Linked DNA regions of Mus musculus: region 1 is linked to region 2. The links are chromatin contacts, called in public Hi-C maps. All regions are on one chromosome and are shown on one strand. Each heading gives the region's core, a stretch centred on a gene start, on an enhancer-like site or on the middle of the called end of the contact. The rest is flanking DNA. Distances are from core to core; before and after follow the strand shown. Region 1 has its middle 76 kb from the start of Dynlrb2. Region 2 has its middle 23 kb from the start of Gm51552.

What was found. Hi-C and Micro-C count contacts between places; a contact is called where the count stands out from the background.
Region 1: a Hi-C map of bone marrow-derived macrophages shows a contact between it and region 2, with 15 read pairs. The contact joins two enhancer-like sites. A contact is called at or near these places in 1 of 484 Hi-C or Micro-C datasets (bone marrow-derived macrophages) and 1 of 115 datasets of contacts at active chromatin or transcription factors (embryonic basal ganglia).

What each region holds. Positions count from the first base shown.
Region 1 is chr8:116,427,533-116,431,261 of GRCm38.p6, reverse strand. No RefSeq gene overlaps it. Among named protein-coding and RNA genes, the nearest start is that of Dynlrb2, 76 kb to the left of the region's middle. Within about 2 kb of position 1,426, at least 29 of the 459 cell types and tissues checked have an H3K27ac peak or open chromatin away from gene starts, as enhancers often do. A contact at or near this core is called in bone marrow-derived macrophages, where this site is marked.
Region 2 is chr8:115,740,220-115,744,509 of GRCm38.p6, reverse strand. No RefSeq gene overlaps it. Among named protein-coding and RNA genes, the nearest start is that of Gm51552, 23 kb to the right of the region's middle. Within about 2 kb of position 1,694, at least 44 of the 459 cell types and tissues checked have an H3K27ac peak or open chromatin away from gene starts, as enhancers often do. A contact at or near this core is called in bone marrow-derived macrophages, where this site is marked.

The sequences.
Region 1 (3,729 bases), core at 177-2,676, 690 kb before region 2:
GTGTGTTCATATATGTGTGTGTTTGCTTAGGCTAGAGGTTGACGTTAGGTACTGTGCTGGTTTGGTTTTCACTGCCAACTTGACACACTCTAGAATCACCTGAGAAGCAAGTCTTTATAAAGAATTATCTAGGTTAGGTTGACTTCTAAGCATGGCCTGATTGGTGATTGATGTAGAAGACACAGTCCATTGTGGGTGGCACCATCCCGTAGGCAGTGAGTTCTGAAACTATAACAGAGGAGAAAGCTAGCTGGGAGCAAGGAAACAAGGATGCATTCATTGATCACTCCTGACTTGTACATCTTTACTTTGACTTTCCCAAAATAATGAATTATAGTTTGTAAGTATAAGACCCTTTCACCTCTTTGGTTTTTTTTTTTTTGTTGTTGTTGTTTGTTTGTTTTTGTTTGCTTGTTTTGTTTTGTGTTGTGTTATTTTCTGTTCAGGATGAAAACAGCAATGGAAATGAAACTAGGAAAAGCATCTACCTCAGTAGTTCTCTCCTTTAGTTTTTGAGACAGAGTTTCTTACCTGAATCAGCTGGGTTCGGTCTCCACCTCCCCAGAGCAGAAATTACAGGCATGTCCCACTGTGCCCAGATTTCATACAGAGGTTCTAGGGACTTGAGCTTGCTTTGTCATGCTTCCATAGCAAACTCTTTACTGACTGAGCCATTTCCCCATGTCCTGGCAGTTGTTTTTAAAACCCGGAAATTTACTGAGAAAATGGTGTCCTCCCATTCTGACTTCTGAGGCTGAGAGATGGCACAAGCTTGTGCCAGGCCTGGCAGCGGCCGCACCGCCCGGCCCAGATGTGGGCGTGAACTCTCAGGCTCTAATGAAGACTTGCTTTCCTGTGTTGCTGCCAGCACCTATGTGCTTCCATTTCCCAATTGAAAACATACTTAATGGCGACAGGTTTTTGGCTCCACCAGGTTGAAGTCATTACCCTGGAAATGCAGTATCCATATCGCAATTGAGGGCTGAGCTGCACTTCCCTGGGAGTGAGCCCTGGCCTTGTCCTCCTCCCACCTCTCCCGGAGGACTGGATCCTCTCATCCGAAATAGTCATCTCTTTATCACACTAGGGCTCTTGTGAGGCCAGTATGTGGGATTTCTGGAATGAAGTCCTCATTGGAAGCAGCAGCTTCCTCCCTTCACCTCCTCCTCTGGGTGTTGTGGAATGTAATTTTCCTTTGGCAAATAGAAACTGCAGAATAATCCTCGCTTGGCTGAAGCTGATCAGGGATGCGTTCTGTCCCTTCTCCATTCAAGTTTCCTTATTTTATTTTTATTTAAAATTTTTTTTTCAATTTTTCAATTTGTTCTTGTACACACACACACACACACACACACACACACACACACACACGCTGTACATATGCACGTAGGTTCCCATGAAAGCCAGAAGAGGGAGCTGACTCCAGTAGAGCTGAAGTTACAGGAGGGAGTGAGCTGCCCAATATGGATATACCGAACCAAACGGGCCTTCTGTAAGAGCAGTAGCCACTTTAAACCACAGAGCCCCTCTCTAGCCCATAGAGTCAAGTTTCTTAACTTTTATCTCTGGTTTAGGCTACATGGAGGAGACAGAGTTGTGTCTGAGGGCCTGAAAAAAATACAGGTTCCCCAGATTTCAGCTTGCTATCTGGAACGTAGGGCCTAGGATGACATATATGTTGGAGATGGGGGCTTCTGTGTCCCGGAGTCATCCAAATGCTCAGTCTGTAGGTGAGGATATTGAGGGTCAGAGACTGGAGTTGTTACTCAGCATTCCCCAGAGAGCTGTCAGCAGTGTCTGCAGTAGAGTCTCAGCCTCTGTCTCTTCAAGTGTGTCCCTCCCTGGAAACAGTGAGCTCTGGTGTCATCTCTTGCAATGCTTTCCTCTCTGTCTAAATCTGGGTGAGTGAGACTAAGGTCATATGCTTTCTCGTTTACTTCCTCTTTCTGGATGTTTTTGGTGACAAAGACTATTATGGGATGAGACAGTTCAGACCAGACTTGAGGTCCTGGGTGCAAGGTGATAAAATGCAAACTAGGAAATTGGAATCTAGGCAGACTTCGGTGACTTAGGTGTCTGGAGCCAAAGCAGTGAAGATTCCCTTTTCCGACGTCTCGGCTCCTCTACAGTTTCATGAGTCTGATGATGTCTTCCTCATGGGTAGTTGTCAGGGATGTGTGAGAAACACACTTGGCAGCACTATGCTTGCTCTGTATATTTTAATGTCCTCCCTCCTTTTCTTATTCCCCTACCACTACCTTCTCTTCATCCTTCTTCCCTCCTTCTCTTACTCCTCCTCTTTCTTATTTGCAGATTTGTAATCTCAACTCTATCTACATTGGAGATGCTCAAAACCTTGAGGAGCCAGCCAGGCAAGGACACATGGGGAAGGGTGTATCTGTTGGATGTCTATTATGGGTCAGGTCACAGGCTTCTGGAACAGTCCTGTAAATGACTCCTGAGACGCTCTTCACAGAAGAAGGGAGTATACATTCCTCTTCTGCTAGCTCTTATGTTTGCGCAATCGTGACTGTGCACAGAGTCCATAAGAATGTTAAAGGTAGGCCTTGGATTTAATCTAAATCATACGTACATAACCCAAACCATACCCCAGAATGTAGAGATGCAAGAACAGCTGTCCAGAGGTTTCATGCTATCCCTTTGTCTTGGTTTGGATAAACTCAGGCTTCCATACATACCTGGATGCTTCTGCCTTCCCCTTCCCCTTCCCCTTTTCCTCCTTCTTCTTCCTTTTTGTCCCCCTCTTCCTCTTCTCTTCTTCCTCTCCTCATCTCTTCTCTTCCCTCTCTCTCCCCCTTCTCCTCCCCCCTTCTGTGCCACCCATCCTCCAGTTCAGCTCCACACCTGTTGTGGGTCTTCTCATAGGTCCCAGAGAGACATTGGATAAGCAAGTTGGGAGAAGTGTGCAGTGGGGGTAACTTCTGCTTGGCCAGTTTTATGTGAATGCTTTATATCCAAAGAACTCTGCTCTGCCTCTCAGCCGTGGCCTGCTGTACAGCAAACAGGACGGGGAGGGAAGGGATAGGAAACAAAACTTGGGTGAACTTGGGAGACTTTTCCTGACAGGAACCAACATCTTACCTTAGATAGATCTCTGATAACAGACCCAAGTGACAGTTTCATCAAAGTCCAAATCTTCGAGCCTCCATAGGTACCTGGCATACATGTGGCATACATATGGCTCACTTGGGGCACACAGGTAGCACATGCACATATGTAAATAAATCTTTAAAATAACAGTATTCATTGAATTTAAAAGGCAAGCAAATATCATTGATATTTTCATATAGAGGAGAATAATAAGTTAGAGTCATGTTGTTTTAGATGGGTTACTCATATATACCCTAGCAACTGTTTTCTTATACCTAATGGCTCGTGACTACAGACTTACATGTCAAAGAATTTAGGGTTTGAAACATTCTAAGGATTGAATGTGTGGTTCAATGGTAGAGTGACTCAAGAAGGGATCCTGTCCCCTGGAGTTGGAATAACATGTGATCGTTGAGCCACGTAACATGGGGCGCTGGGAACTGAGCTCAGGTCCTTAGCAAGAGCATCCTATACTTTTAACTCCAGACCTCTCATTGAATGGTTTGACAGCCCTGGTAGGCATGAAATAAAACATAGTGTGGCAAGTTTAAGCAATTGTGCTTGAGAGGTATGCCCTCATGGCGCTGTCCCCTCTCGCTTTGACCTTCATGTGACCTC
Region 2 (4,290 bases), core at 445-2,944:
TGAGCCCAACTGCCAATTCTGGAACATTCTCTTTTAGAGATGATTGTTAACCATGTCAAAGACTGGAGGCCTGTCAACAACTTTAGTTTCATTTAATTTTGTGGGGTGTGTGTGTGTGTGTGTGTGTGTGTGTGTGTTGGGGCATGTTCTTGCATTTGGAAGCCAGAGGTCAATGTTGAATATTACTCAGTCATCTTTTGAGACAGGTTCCCACACTCATTCTGTAGCTTGCTGTTCCCCTAGACCAGTTGGCTAGGAAACCCAAAACCCTCTGGTCTCTGCCTCCCAGCACTGGAATTTTGGGAAATCCTCAAAGAACTAGACTTGTTTGTGGGCTTTTTTTTTTCTTTTAACATGGGTGCTGCTCAAACCCGGGCCCTTAGGCTTGTACAACCTGAACTCACTAAGGCAGCTCAGCAGCCTTTGTCTAGTGTCTTTTCTCTCTCCTTTCCCTGGACTCAACCTATTCCCTTCTCTCCCCTTCGACACTTCACTCTTGGAAGCAGAGCAAGGCAGACATGGTGCTGTAGCTTGACAGCATCCTCAGGAATTTTTGAGAAGTTGTGAGGTCCTAGAACTCTGCCCCCAGGGGTGGCATAAATGCCCTTCCTTTGGGGCTGGTGCAGATCTCACCCAGTGAGTTCCACCTATCTTGGCACAAAGATGAGTGACCACAAGAGAAGCTCGTCCTACAGCAGGTTTGTCCCAGTGATCCATTTCTTCCACACCCACTTACCTTCCTGACATTTCAGCACACAGCAGCACATCCCATCCCAGTCCAACGGCTGAACTGTGTAGGCCTGTCTTTAGAGCCCAGTCACCTAAATCAATTTAAAAAAAAAAAAAAACAGGAACAGATACCATGGTGGTGTGCATGAGATCACATTGCTGGGAAAATGGAAAGAGGAGGAACCCTGGGGCTTACTATCATGCAGAATGACTGAGGTCCAGGCTCAGTAAGAAACCAGGGTCAAATGATAATGTGAAGAGCAGCCAAGGAAGACAATGTCAACCCCTGATCTCCATATGTACCTGTCCATATGAACACACACACACACACATACACACACACACACACACACACACACACACACCAAAGCAAGGGGAAAAAAAGGAAGAAGGAAAAACAAGGACAGGAGGCTGTGGAGCTACAGAGGGGAGACCAGAAGTAGCTTTCATTTATCAAAAGACTAATATGTACCAAAGACTTTCTAATCCCTCCTGCAGACACTCTGGGTCCCGGCTGAGCTCCACAGTCACCTTCTTCTGACTGACAAAAATTCTGTAGGTCCATCTACTGTGTTTGATGTAGACTCTAAGGCTGGTGAATAACACAGAGAAAAGCATGACACCCCTCCCTGCTATTTCCCAGATCCACTTTGAGATCTCTTCCCTACCCAACGTGGAATCTAGCATGGGGAAGCCACCTCCTCTGGCTCCGCTTATCTCCTGGTAGCTTCTGAAGGTTTCAGCAGATCGGGGCCAGGTGTGATACACAGTTGGGCTGACTGCGTGTCAGCTTCAAAGTGTCTGGGATCCAATCCCCACAGGCCTCAGAAGGTAGCAGTTGGTCTGGGGATGTTGAAAACCGTACCTTTCCACTCTCTAATTTGCATGGGTATCTACTGAAAGTTGCTATGGTGATCCATTTCACCATAAGTTTCCGCTGAATCATCCTTACAGGGAGACCAAAGCCCAAGTATGGTTAGAGGACTCAAAGTCCCACAGAGAGAGGAGGCAGCTCCAGTGTTCGCTTATGACTCACTCATGGCGATGTGTGGGCCCAGCTGGGAGGAAGAGGAAATCTCTGTGGCAGATGTCACTCTCAGCTGGAGAATTTTAACCCAACAAGGCACACTGATATGGCCTCAGGAGAACCCAAAGACCCAAGAAGGAAGCATACAAGCTCCTTCCGGGAAGTGTTCTGATCACCAGGCCTTCCCAGCTATCAAGCTCCTAAGTGAACGTCACAGTTCAGAGAGCCAAAGACGAGTCTGTGATCAGCGCCTGTGTTCAGCATCTTACTCGGTATCTGAACAAGGATGCAAAGGGAACAGTAAAGATTCCTAAGTGACAAGGAAGAAGCCAATAGAAGAGTTGCTGTCCAAGTGGCCACAGAGGCAGGGCTCTACTTAAGAGAGGACTTGAGTACAAGGCAGTGACTGTTGCAGTGCTGGCTAGAGGTTGTGATACCTCTTAACCTTAGCACTGACTTCCTTAGACCAAGAACTGGAAAATATGGTGAGAGGAAGAGGGAGAAACCGCACCGTGGCACCCAGCACAGAGCCTGATATGTGCCATAGCCTCTGTTACTCTAGACTTCTTTTTCTCTCCTCAACAAACTGCTAACAGCTGCTCGTCTTGGCTGTGAATCGCACGTTAAAGCTGAAGGCCAAGTTGTTCATTTGTGCCACTAAAGATTTAAAACGAGTGGTTAGATGAGTCTTTTAAAGCCAACTTTATATTGGGCCTCTGTATATATCTTCACTTGGTATGCCATAGTGAGCATGTATACACTTATCTTTGTAAACACAACCACCTATGCACACCAAGTAGCCTAGCTGGGTCTTTGTTTGCCTCTTGGAGCTCTTTAGGGGATGTCACTGGGTTTGGGGTTGAAGATGAGTCGCTTGAAACAAAAATGGGAGTCTCCAAAGGGAATAAAGTCAGGGAATACTATTAAGGTATTGTTAACAAAGAGACGTTGCTTTCCAAATTAATAATGATCTTTAAAAACTGCATAGCAATATTCCCAAGAGTGCAGAGAGATGTAATTTTCTAGAAACTTCTTTGTATAGGAAAGCCTTAAAATATTTGCAACTTTTACCTAGAAATACAGGGGATTTTTTTTGTAGTGCTAACGCCCCCCCCCCACCCACCCAAAGGCTCATTCTGGGCTCTGTGTGTGCTTGACATTGTACCAATGCATTGTGATCTCTAGTTTTGATATATGCTATAGAGAAACTATCAGATCTCCAGCAATTATATTCAATGACACAATGACACACACACACACGTATATATCAAAACAACAGGCTTTTTTTTTTTGAAAATCTGAAGGGAAATTTACTGTTTTCAAATAAACAAAATAAGTGAATTACTTTAAAAACACACAGTTAAATTCTATATAATCAATGAACATATGCTGCCAGAACATTGAATAGCCCAAGGAATGTTTACATATTCAGAAGAAAAAGCAGGAAATATAAAAGTCTATTAGGCCTGATATAAATTATTATGGTATTAATTATATTCTGCATAGATTGTATAATGTGTATAATTTTATACAAAAACCCAACTAGGCTGCTATAGCTATTGAAAAATGTTTGAGGATGTAAGACTAACATAGACTTCTTCTAGCCCTTAAACTGAAAAAAAAAGTCTTTTTTTTTTTGTTGTTGTTGTTGGTGCTGTTTTTAATAATCAAGAGTTCTTAGGAAGCTTGATAGACTTTAAATGGATGTGGTAGTCCATATGTAAATGCCTGCCATGATCTGATACAGCTCAACTATCAACCTGAAAAGACCCAGGCTTTAGATTCAAGTGACATCCAATAGACTGATGGGTGTTGGGTTCGCTGGGCTTTACAAAACTGTCATCAGATGGGAACACATACTCTATAACATGTACATCAATAGCTACTAATGACTGGGCAAGAAGACAACCCAGCCAAGAAGCTGAGGAATTCACAAACCAAGACACAACCTCTATGAATATGACTTGGCCCAACCTTAAAAGATAAACTGGACTCTAACTATAGAGCTGTGCTGGTCTCCAGAGGAGCTAGCTGCGAACTCCTGCTAATTCAGGAGGCATCTGCATGAGGGCTCATAGCCAAGGCTGAGCTGGGTTGGAGTTCCTCTGGACTCAGTATTCCCTCAGGGTCCATGGCTGCTTCCAGTCACACCAACGTTCTAGACGAGAGAGATCTGTGCCATCTCCCTTAGGATTCTCATTCACAATATCAAAGGTTCCAAAAAGATTGGCTACAAGAGCCACACCCAGAGAGGTTGCTAAGGCATATTACACTGAACCATACTGCCTGGTTAAAACACACACACACACACACACACACACACACACACACACGACTGTCAAATAACATAGACTGGGTGCTGAAAAAACTGCTCAGTTGGTAATGTGTTTAACTTATAAACAGAAGGTCCTGAGTTTGAGCCCTAGAACTCAACATAAATGAACTGTGACTGAGATATGCATTTTTTAATCCTAACACTGGTGAAGTGGGGAGCAGGAGGAACCCTAGGTCAGCCAACCTAGGCAAGTGAGCTC